2 separate regions of the Zea mays genome follow, and region 1 is linked to region 2. A link is a contact called in public Hi-C data. All regions are on one chromosome and are shown on one strand. The core of a region is the stretch at or near the end of the contact, and the rest is flanking DNA. Distances in the headings are between cores, read along the strand shown. Region 1 holds the start of LOC100383187. Region 2 holds the start of LOC103641715.

What was found. A called contact is a pair of places that touch in the nucleus more often than the background predicts.
Region 1: a Hi-C map of bundle sheath shows a contact between it and region 2, with 2.8 times the contacts expected there. The contact joins the promoter of LOC100383187 here to the promoter of LOC103641715 in region 2. A contact is called at or near these places in 8 of 25 Hi-C or Micro-C datasets (bundle sheath, ear, endosperm and 3 more).

The regions. Positions count from the first base shown.
Region 1 is chr10:124,590,084-124,596,186 of Zm-B73-REFERENCE-NAM-5.0, reverse strand. It overlaps LOC100383187, which reads right to left and starts at 2,736. Exons shown (of 2, transcript NM_001350032.1): 1 at 2,457-2,736; 2 at 1-1,060. The coding sequence starts at 922.
Region 2 is chr10:124,403,426-124,409,427 of Zm-B73-REFERENCE-NAM-5.0, reverse strand. LOC103641715 reads right to left here and starts at 4,054. Exons shown (of 2, transcript XM_008665030.4): 1 at 3,575-4,054; 2 at 2,526-3,213. The coding sequence starts at 3,737. The coding sequence ends at 2,849. LOC542015 (somatic embryogenesis receptor-like kinase 1) reads left to right here. Exons shown (of 11, transcript NM_001111662.1): 7 at 100-212; 8 at 345-473; 9 at 564-905; 10 at 1,027-1,421; 11 at 1,571-2,071. The coding sequence ends at 1,882.

The DNA.
Region 1 (6,103 bases), core at 1,487-3,986, 190 kb before region 2:
CCGCTGCTTGTGCCTCCTCCCTCTCCCTCCTAACTTTTTCATATGTCTGATGAACTACATTAGCAGCTTGAGCAGCAGCAGCAGACGATGCAGTGGCACTAGCTGCACCAGCAGCCCTTGAAAATGGACCCCACCGCAAATTTCTATTAGTGGTTGTGTTTTGATTAGCACCACTGATGTTTGAATCTTGTACCACGTTCCCTGCTGGTGGCTTTTGTACTTCTTTTGCTAGGAATGGCTGACGGCAACTAGGGCAGCGAAGATGGTTATTCAAATACACCCTGAGGTACTCATAGTTCATCTTGCATTTGTTGCATGAGGTCCAAAATGTATCAGGCTTTGCCACAGGTGCACGAGTAGCAGTTGAAGGTGCAGATGGGGCATGTGTTGCTGATCCCACTGTTTGCTTGTTTACTGTCCGCTTGGAGGCAGTAGCAGCATTAGCTGCGAAATTATAGAAGCCATTGGATGCACCAGGGACCGTGCTTGCTTTACCTGATTGTGCTGTCCTCTGTTGGAATGTCCTCACATTCCTCTTTTGGTCATATACAGCTCGCTTGGTTCTATCGGATAGCACCGTGTATGCCTCTTGAACCATCTGGAAAGCACCCTCAGCGCCCACTGACTTGTTTTTATCAGGGTGGAACTGAAGAACCAACTTCCTGTACTGTTTCTTGATCTTTTCATCGTTTGCGTTCATGGGAACGGAAAGGATAGAGTACCAGTCCTTCTCCCCAGCAACCTTCCCTTCTGAAGCAAGATAGATATCAAAGGTGGCGATCATTTGATCAACGCCCTCAAGCGCAGGAAAGAGAGTCTGAGCCTTGAGGGCGAATTTCCTGGCACCCTGCAAGTCCCCTGCTTCAAACTTCTTCTTTGCAATACCCTTCGCCCTTTGGGCCTCATCTTTGTTGCATTCCATTTCTTCCCACACCTCCAGAAGTACAAATAGCTACACCTTTCAGATTTCACAATTGATTAGAATTTAGGTCCTCAGAGTCCCAAAGCTACTTTCAACAATCAGCGCCGAACGCGTGAGCATACAAGAAGTTTTCAAACCCTGGCCAGAAGGAAACAAATGTTAATTAAAATCGTGAAACTTGCAACTTGTTAACAGGGGTGGACCCAGTATAAGACATGGGTGGACAAGTACACATATACACCTGACAATTTTGCAACAAATCGAAGTTAGTAGGTGCAGCTCATGTATATGCTTGTGCTTGCAACTAGTTCAGATCCAAATACAAATAGCTTAAATTAGGGTTTGGGACAGCAGGGGCGGACCTAGTAAAGGACATGGACGTACACATGTACACCCAATAATTTTTGCAAAGAAACCGAATTTAGTAGGCATAATAATACATGCATCGAGTTTTTTTTGACTTTTTAGGATCTTCGTGCCTACACATGTACACCCAATAATTTTTGCAAAGCAACCAAATTTAGTAGGCATAATAATACATGCATCGAGTTTTTTTTTTACTTTTTAGGATCTTCGTGCCGCTTCGACCATTTGACACACTTATGTTTGAGTTCTAGAAAATGGCATAAATAATGTGTGGCGGTTTAATTTTTAGGACTTTATTGTTTAAAAACTCAAAAGACATTGTTCCTTTTTAATTTTCATGTATATGTAACAAGCAAAGACGGACCGTGTCTGCTTTTGCTGACACTGCTAGCTCTGGAAAGAAGAAAGAAGGATTCCACGGTGTTGCAAACCATCAGGAAATCCTGAGAAAAGAATAGAGGTTACTGGAACAGGAGGAAAGAACGTAGGGTTCCGTGAGATCTATCTGCTTGGGTTAATTTGGTCCTTTCTTATGTTCTGGAGAGACAAAAAACTATAAAACTTATTAAAAAGGATTGAAATCTGCTATCTAAACTATTCATGTCCTAAAAAATCAAGGACGGACGACGTATTTGTGTCATTTTCGCGAAAACAACTAAAGCTGACTCGTTTTGTCGAAGCGGCGATAAAAGGAGTCCTAAAAATGCAATTTTCTCACATGCATATACACTTGTAATTGGATTCAGATCCGATTACGAATAGTATTTTAGGGTTTGGGCGCATGTTTTGACCTACGAATTACGTTACAGTTTGGGCGCACGACTTCGCACAGCAGGAAGGGAAGACCAAGGGGAGGGAATACCTGCTGTCCTGGTGGTGCTCGTCGCCGGCCAATGTCGTGGGTGGCAAAGTAGGACAGCAGCAAAGGCCGGCCTAGTCGTGGCCCGTGGGTGGGTGGGGGTTGCGCGCATTCTTAGTGTGATGCAAGAAGACAAGGCAGAGTAGGTTCCAGCATACAGCTACAAGCGGATTGGGTGCGTAATGACATTTTTGAGCGAGTGCCGGTCTGAGGCTGGAGCCTGGAGCAGAATCAAGCAGACGGAGAGGGGCGAGCTGTTGGCGTGTAAAGGAGAGAGAAGATCGGGGCGCTGTGCGGACGGAGACCTACCTGCGAACCTGTGTGCCGGCCGCGCCGGAACCGGTCGCGGGGACACCGGGGAGTGCAGAGGGCGGACGCCGCCCACCCGCTCCCCAGGTGGCAGTCGACCGAGCGCGGTCCCCTCTCCAGGTTGCGGCGCGACGAGCGGAGAGAGGAGATCGGCAGCGGGCGAGACAAGTTCAGGCGACTGGCGAGCTCGGCCGCAGGGGAAGAGGAGGCGACCGCCGCCCTCCCCGGATGGATCACCAGTGACTTTCCTCTATCTCCTCTGTATTCCTCTACCCTGCCTGTGAGGCTCTAGAAGATGGATCCTGTAAAATAGGGACAAGGCACTGTAATAAATAATAATAATGAGAATATAGATCAAATATTTTGGCCACCACGAGCACGATCTAAAAATAGGAACCCAAATCACGAACTACGAAATAATATAAGCCGAGCTAGCATGACTCGAAGACAGGTCTAAGTCATGCCTCAAATTCCGGTCCATTGGACCCGTCACGGTCCGTACACATGGATCGGTCTTGGTTCCACACAGCCCAATAAAACTCATATTGTTTAGGGCCCGTTTGGCAAAGCTCCAGCTCCTGCTTCTTTAGCTCCAGATCCTGATCCTCTTGAGGATCTGATCCTCCTGATTCTCCTAGAGAATCAGAATCATTTTTAAAACCGTTTGGCAAGTAAACTGATTCTTGTATGCTGAGAGTTTGTGGTCTGTGGCGATTGTCTGTTTTACCCTTTGCAGTTCAACTTTGTTACAAACCAATAAGTAGAATGCATATACGGAAAAAAATTATGAAACAATAACATATAAAATATTCCCATCATAGTAGTGCATAAAATGGTCTCAAATGTTTAATCCATAAATTGCATAAAATTAGCACGACACAATATCCAAAATATGACACGAACCACCTTTTCTAATCACCTCGACTCCCAAAGTACCTTCGATACATCATCACGGAACCTATTCATGTTCCTACTACTCGACCCTGTGGTGGATGTATCTGATGCATTCTGAGGGACATGTCGCCTATAACGGGATAGAATAGTAGGGATATAATCTGGGTCTCGATCACATCTCTGAAATTCCTCATCCAATGCACTATTCACACGGTCGTGATCTGCAGACGAGCAGGAAGCCAGCCAGACGAACACACAAGCACACGGTAAGAAGAAGCACGTACCTGGGAACCGCAGGATAGCAGAGCTCTCGCTGGAGGACGGCGAAACTGCTAGAGATGGTCGAAACCCTAGCCGCCGCTCCCTTCAGCAACAGGCAGGGATCAGGGACAGAGGACGCACGCCGTGGAGGGTTGCGAGAGGGGCTCGTTATGTTTTTCTCCAATGGCAATTGCGGGTAATTTCGATCAAACTTTAAGGGGAGGTCCATATTTGGTTGATTGAGGAGCTGTTTTAAGGGAGGGTGGAGCAGGTTTTTTTAGATCCCACATTTCTTCACAAAAACGACTCCCAATCTTTCGGCTCCATACGAGAATCAGTTTAAAAAATACTCGTTTGGCACGGCTCCTCCAGATCCTCGCTTAGAATCAGGAGCTGGAGCTGTGCCAAACGGGCCCTTAATTTCTTGAATTTAGTAAGCTATAGAGTTTATATTGCTGTAATATTTGGACTCTGTGTGGTCAAATGATGATAGCATTATTCAATATCTTTAATTTAGTAAGCTATGAATTTTATGTAGTTGTAATATTTGGATTTTATGTGGTTGTAATATTTGGGTCTCGTTTAGACCGGCACGACCCAACAAAGACATGACGTGCTTTAGAGCCAGGTTGGATCACTGTTTCTACTCTTTGGGCTCGGCCCAAAAGTTATTTTTTTGCTTTCTTGGCCCAAGCCCGTTTGGCCAGAAGCACGATGGGCTCAGGCCGGTCCGGCCCAATTCCTAGCACTATAGATGACATTGTTTAGCATTGTTTGCACAGTTAAGTTTGAAATAGTGGATGAAATAGAGAATTGAATATAAGATTTGTTGGAGATGGTGTGAGGATGTGTTTGGTTGTGGGTCGAGACACGACAAGACAAGAAGGTTACTTAAATTTGGTTGTTTGGTGTTGAGACAGAGTCCCGAGAAGTACACTCTCATTAGATATTGTCCTTAGTTGTCCATTATAATTGGACGAATAACTCCCTCACAAATCCATTTTCATCCTCATTCGTATCTAGTGTCCGTCGTCTCCTTCCTGGCCGCCTCTTTCATCCTAGTGTCCTTCGTCTTCCTTCATGGTCACCGATGAGTCCACGAGTTACTTTCTCTTTTGCTCTCATGTTCTCTTTTCCTTTCCCCACGACACCTTCCAACATGTCGTGCATCTCCCATGGAGACGTCACGAGTGAAGTTGTTGTCAGGCTGTCGGGCTCCGTCAACGGTAGCAGCCACCGAGCCGGCTACTACATGGTCCAGGGTGAAATGTCCATAGGGGTCGGCGACGCCGGTGTCCGTTGTGGTCCCTAGAATGTCCATCGTGGCCCGTCGTGCTCGCGACCTAGTGGTCATGTTGGTGCTCACTAGTGCTAGCTCATCCTTCATCTCACATTTTTATATTAAATTCGAAGGTATAGAATGTAGTGCTAGCTCATCCTTCATCTCACATTCTCATCCAATGAATAGAGACATTCTCAAAGGGAGTCAAGCCACCTTCAGCCTTTCCTTTCAAATCGGTTTTCTTTGCTCAAGTTGTAAGGTACAGGATCCCTAACACATTGCATATATACATATAAGTTGGATTGTTGTTTGCTTGAGATTATTCCCCCAAAAATAATGATGTGGTTTGAGAATTTTTATGGCATGCCATATGTTTTATTTATATTTGATGCTTACATGTAGATGGATAAAAGGATCAAGGTTATAGTTTGCGTTGCTGTTTCATATATGTTATTGTCAATGATGGTCGTGATTATTTAGTCTAGAAAATGAAAATAAAATGCAAGGAGGACAGGGATTACTTATGCACCCACCAATGCATGTAAGGGTTAGAATGTGTTGGGGCCTCTTTAGGCGAAGGTCCTCAAAACATTAACTAACCATTTATTTTTCAGTCTCTTTCAAGTGTAGCAGGACAGAAACTGAAGGACACCTTTGTCCAGGGACGGTGAGCAGTCGTCATAGTTGTAGAAACGAAGCTAAGAGCTTCGGACTATTGACACTTGCACGTGATGAAGAAGCTGGCTAGGACAAGACAAGGTCACCATGACTTGTTCATCAAGGATACAAGAAGGAAATACAACACTACTGTTAGCTTACTCGTCAGTACAAATGTATAGACTGAAGGGCATACTTGTAATTCTAACGAAATTGTACCTCATGCCTATAAATAGAGGAACAATGTGATACATTAGATACACTTTTTCGGTTAGATAAAATCAAACCGCTCTGCCTATGAAGCTATATTTCCCTTACCTTTCGTCTTGTAATTTCGAGAAGCCGAAGGTATATATGTAACCATTTATTAAACTATACTAAGAAAATGAAATTATATTTTATGAGGTTGAATCATGTGTTTCATCATTATGTTATGCACTACATGTCCTTAAATTTTTTCATTTTTTCCTATTTATTTCATGCATATTCATCCTTTATTCAACCTCATCTTTAATAAGAGAAGGTTGAAGGATGAAAATGAAGCTTAATTTAA
Region 2 (6,002 bases), core at 2,805-5,304:
TTGGATGCTTAGTTGCATCTTCTGATGCAGCTCTCCTGCCAGTTGAAAACAAAAACCTGTGTCTTATGATGTTGACAACTCTGACCCTTTTTGTAACAGTTTTGCTAACAACCCAAATCTTTGCGGCCCTGGTACTACAAAGCCTTGTCCTGGGGCTCCTCCATTTTCTCCACCCCCTCCATACAATCCCCCAGCACCAACTTCATCAAAAGGTACGGTGATTGGCTGTATATTCCGTCATACCATGCTACTGTATGTGATATGCATAAGAGCGAAGCACTGGCACGATCAAACTCTGGTACATGACATATCCTGACTGGGTTAATTCTGTTCTGTTCCCTCAGGCGTGTCCAGCACTGGAGCAGTAGCTGGAGGCGTTGCAGCTGGCACAGCGTTGCTGATCGCAGTGCCTGCTATTGGGTACGCATTGTGGCGGAGGCGAAAACCCGAAGAGCAATTCTTCGATGTCCCTGGTCGGTATTATAGTTATACACCACAGTGCGGTTGCTGCCATCTTGTGCTATTCACTCATTTCATCTATATGTGGTCTCCTTTCCATTCAGCCGAGGAGGATCCCGAAGTTCACCTTGGACAGCTCAAGAGGTTCTCGCTGAGAGAGCTGCAAGTCGCCACGGACAATTTTAACAACAGGAATGTCCTGGGAAGAGGCGGTTTTGGAAAGGTGTACAAAGGGAGACTAACGGACGGTTCACTGGTAGCCGTGAAGAGATTGAAGGAGGAACGCACCCCCGGCGGAGAGCTCCAGTTCCAAACGGAGGTTGAACTGATTAGCATGGCGGTGCACAGGAACCTTCTCCGGCTCCGTGGATTCTGCATGACCCCTACAGAGCGGCTGCTAGTGTATCCATACATGGCTAACGGGAGCGTCGCATCGCGCCTTCGAGGTAACCAGACCTTATTCTTTCTCGCCGCTCAAATCTTTTCTTCTGCATTTAATTGGAAACAGAGTGTCTACTGTTCCTGATGCTTTGATTGTCTACTGTTCCTGATGCTTTGATTTCGTAGAACGCGCGCCAAATGAGCCCCCCCTCGAATGGGAAACGAGGGCTCGGATCGCGCTGGGGTCAGCCAGAGGCCTGTCCTACCTGCACGACCACTGCGATCCCAAGATCATCCACCGCGACGTGAAGGCCGCCAACATCCTGCTGGACGAGGACTTCGAAGCCGTCGTGGGTGACTTCGGCCTGGCCAAGCTCATGGACTACAAGGACACCCACGTGACGACCGCCGTCCGTGGGACGATCGGCCACATCGCCCCCGAGTACCTCTCCACGGGGAAGTCCTCCGAGAAGACGGACGTCTTCGGCTACGGGATCATGCTCCTGGAACTCATCACCGGGCAGAGGGCGTTCGACCTCGCTCGTCTCGCGAACGATGACGACGTCATGCTCCTTGACTGGGTAGGTGGAGTCGATCTTTGAGTATGAGTACACTATGAGGTACCTTGTACCTAGCCTCGGTGCTAAGGCCTGAGAGGGAGGGAAGAAAGAAATGAAGAAGCTGCTGCTGCTGCTGCATATGCTTGTGGCGGGGTGTTGTGTGCTTGCAGGTGAAGGCGCTGCTGAAGGAGAAGAAGCTGGAGCAGCTGGTGGACCCGGACCTGCAGGGCCGGTACGTGGACCAGGAGGTGGAGTCGCTGATCCAGGTGGCGCTGCTGTGCACGCAGGGCTCCCCGATGGAGCGGCCCAAGATGTCGGAGGTGGCGCGGATGCTGGAGGGCGACGGGCTGGCGGAGCGGTGGGAGCAGTGGCAGAAGGTGGAGGTGATGCGGCAGGAGGCGGAGCTCGCCCCGCGCCACAACGACTGGATCGTCGACTCCACCTACAACCTCAGGGCCGTCGAACTGTCCGGCCCGAGGTAGGGAGGTAGATGATCGCCGTCGGGATCCTTGTCGTCTGTGAATATGACAGCGGATAGGTAGCTTGGTGGTTGGTCCTGTCTTTAATGATAGCTGCGAAACTGTAGATGAAATTGTGTGCTCGTCTTCTGTAACCTGAGTACCTGACATCTCTGACATTTTTTTTCTGATATTAGAGAGCCGTATGACACCAGCCTCTGTTGAGCCAAGCCGTTTGTTTATTAATAGGAGTAGTTGTGTTTTTTTTTTTTGGCGATGGCGTCCCGGTCCGTAGCTGGCGAGCACGTCGTTGCTGTGGCTGCGTTTGGGTGAAGGCTCGCTTCGAACAGCGGGGTGACGCGCGTACGGGTTAGAGAGCAGTGACCTGCCGACTGTATCGTGCTGGCTGCTGGGCGGGCAGGCATAGCAAAGCACAGCATTGCTGCGCTGGGCGCGCGCGCTCAGGTTGTCAGTCATGCATCGGTGGTAGACCCCGGTCAGCCCGCCGCTCACCGATCACTCACTGCTACTGCACGTCCATGCTGGGCACTACGCCACTACCAATCCCGCTCGTGGTACGGTGGTGGGCCGTCGTTTCCCCAGAAACGGACCATGCAATCTGCAACAGTGTCACTCATGCAGCGCAGGCAGTCACAAGACAGCCTTATACAGGTAATTAAGGACCTGTTCGCAGCGTGAGATTTCTCGTGTTTCCAACGGGCCGGGATTGAAGTACAAGTACAACCAAACGAGATCAGCATGCATCACAACTCCTAGTACTCATTTAACCCCTAGCAGTGTAGCACTAGTGTGACACTGAGAGAGAACAAACGGCTACTCATATACAGTACAGTACAACACCGACGACGAGTGTCCCTGACATATATCACATCACATAGCTTTGGCGCCAAATGCATGCCTAGCTCCTAACCAAAGATCGACGAGTGTCCATGCATATGTATGAGCAGCAGTCCAGTGTCCTCCTCTAGGCTAGTCTAGCGGGGAAGGCACCCGAAAGAACCTGCCGCGGCACATGCAGCGGTAGGCGACGGGGCAGGACTCGGAGGCCTGCATCGCGCACCTGAAGCTCACGATGACGCGCCGGCACGGGGAGCACGGCCCGCACGCGTGCGCGCAGTCCGGCAGCCGCGACCCCGTCGCCGCCGCGCGCTCCTTGAGCCACCACAGCTTATCCTCCTCCTCCTCCTCCTCCGCCGCCGCCGCCACCACCACCGACGGCGACCCGTCCTCACTCCGGCCCGCTGGTCTGTAGTAGGTTGCCCTGCTGCTGCCGCTGCTCGCGTGAGCACCAGCAGCAGCCGATGCCTCCGCGTGGAGCAGGGCGGCGTGGTCACCTGCGTGTGGTTGTTTTCAGTTACACAGGCAGCTGTATGCAATATACATACATAGGAACAACAACAAGAAAAGAACGTCGTCAGCGTGTGTCGTCGTTCGGATGGCACATGTGCTGTGTCATGCCATCTCTGATGGTAACGGGAGGCGCGCCACGTCGACCTGACACGTCAGTACTTACTGCGCTGCGCATGTACTCTACACGCTACAGTACGTCGGACCGATCGACACTGCTGCAAGTGAAGTTTGTGCAAGCTTTTCCAAGTTCTGGAACATGCATGGAAGGTGAACCGACAGAGGAATCAAAAAAATAAATTAAGTAGCTACAGCCTACAGCTCAGATATAATCATGCATCAACTCACGTGGTGTCGTCGTTCTGGCGCCGTCGTCGGCAACGACGTGCGACGACGACGAACTGACGATGAGCAGCAGGAACACCAACACGACCGCTGCTGCTGCTGCTGGGGCTGACGGAGTTGGAGCCCGCCATATCCCGCAACTAGCAGAGGACTCGCGCATTCTCATTATTCCTCGCTTTCCTGGTAGTAGGTGCTCTGTGGTGGTTCGACGAGCTAGTAGAACGGCAAGAAACACAATATGCCGAGGAGAATGAAAGAGAGAGACCAAACACAGCTGCTAGCAAAGCTACCCAGCGATCAGAGTTGGGAGTTGGGAGTTGGGACTTGGGAGGGGACGCTTGTGCTTGCATGCGGGTATATAATAGCCTTAATAGGACACAGGCATGCGCAGGCGCATCAGAGCTTGGTCCAGGTGGCCATAAATAACTGGATGGATGCATGCGCCGGGCGGGCGATCGATAGATCACAGGATCCCCGGTTGGATTCACATGGATGAACAACCCTCGGGCCGGCCGGCCGGCCCGGGCAGGAAATCGGCTGGGCATGCACCAAGACGATGCCGACACGCGCGCGACAATGACGAGGGCGCGACGGAAGATAGATAGCAGTAGATGTGGGCGTATGAAGGCCGTGCTAGCTCGATCGCACGCACGCCTGTGCGCGAGGGAAAGCAATGGCGCGGCGGGGCGTGGCTCGTTGCATATTTATGGCTGGCAGCTGGCTGGGTGGGTAGCTTGGCTCTCACTCTCAGAAGCGCCGCCCGGGCCTCGCAGTTACTACTTACTAGGGCGCGCCGCGCGCGTCGTCGTCGTCATCTCGGACTCGGAGTGTTTTTTCTCGGTGCAGCAGCGCATGCATGCATGCATGATGCATGGCGCTTCCTCTCTCTCTCTCCCGTGGCCGCACGCCTCAGCTAGCAGGCCGGCGCGTACCCAGAATTCGTTGACAGGGGGTGGAGGTCCATTGTTAAACAAACAAACAAAAAACGCTACTATAATATAGCTTACTTACTGTCAAATTAAGTTAAGTAGGACATATGTGGACATCATAAAACTATACGAGTCCAGACTCCAGATTGCTTATTAACTGTAGTAGTCCCGGAAGGAGATATATATATAGAAGAAGAAAGCCTTCTTTTTTATGGGTATTTTGAAAAATAAAGGCGATATCTTAACTCCCCTCTTCATGTTTTAACAAATCTGCAAGATATATATAGTCATATAGTATGCTTCATTTGAACAATAGATAAATTCTCTCTCGTATTCTCTTTCTTCATTTGATTAACTACCTGTTATGTGAAAAGGAATACGGGGTTCACTACTAGTACTACTGCAAGTTTGTTGCACGTACAACATTCTTTTCAAAACCAAACACTTGATTACTGCAAGTACCAGACAACTCACAAGACTTCGTAAACACGCGCGCGCGCACACACAATATATATATATATATATATGATTAAATATGATTTTTATTAATTAGAATGAAACAGATAAAAGTTGAGCACACATTGACATATATTTTGAAGATGCTTGGTTTCTAGTGACTAATTTTTAGTCCATACATTTAATTCCATTTTAGTTCTTTAATTGCTATATACGAAAACTAAAATAAAGTTTTAGTTTCAGTATTTCATAATTTAGAGAAAAATAGAATAAAATAAAGAGACTGTAAATTAGACCCTAGAAACCAAACACCGATCCGCTGTCCACACTAGGACCACCTATGTATATATAGCTCCACCCTGAGTACATACTCCTATAAAATACTGCGGCTGTGCTGCCGTTCTGTACGTTATTCTGCTCTTGCTGCTCTCAACAAGGTTCTGAATGCGCGTACAAAATTATTCTTCTGCCAGCTCGGTTTGGTTTGCATGGTTAATGAACAGACCCAGTCAAGCTGAATCAGTCGGCGTCAATGAATCTGTGAGCTCCATATATATAAATAAATGCTACCAGTGTAATATATAATGGACCGGCTAGTAGGATGCCGACGTGTCTGATTCGGGTGGGATAGAATATACTCCCTCCCTGTAATTTAAATCAAGAGACGATTTGTATTTTTTAGAATACATTTCTTTTCGTTTCTACTTATATACGTTTAAAATCATACAGTGTATATCTCAATATATAGCGCAAGCTATGCATCTAGAAAAGAATAGAAGTTGCATTCACAGATTGATCTCTATATTTAGATTTTGCCAACTAACACTTGATGGATTGATTTTAGTTCTACTGTTTACACCACCAATTGTTTATAGAGATTTCATACGACGAGGATTGTTCAAAGGGGAGGAGAAAGAAATATTAGAGTGGCTAACGAGCTCTAAGCCTACGTTGGAGCCATTTGGATACATCGCCTTGTAATTAGATGATGATTTTGTTCTCTAGTTGTGTGATATTTTATTTATGTCTTTAATAACAAGGAATCT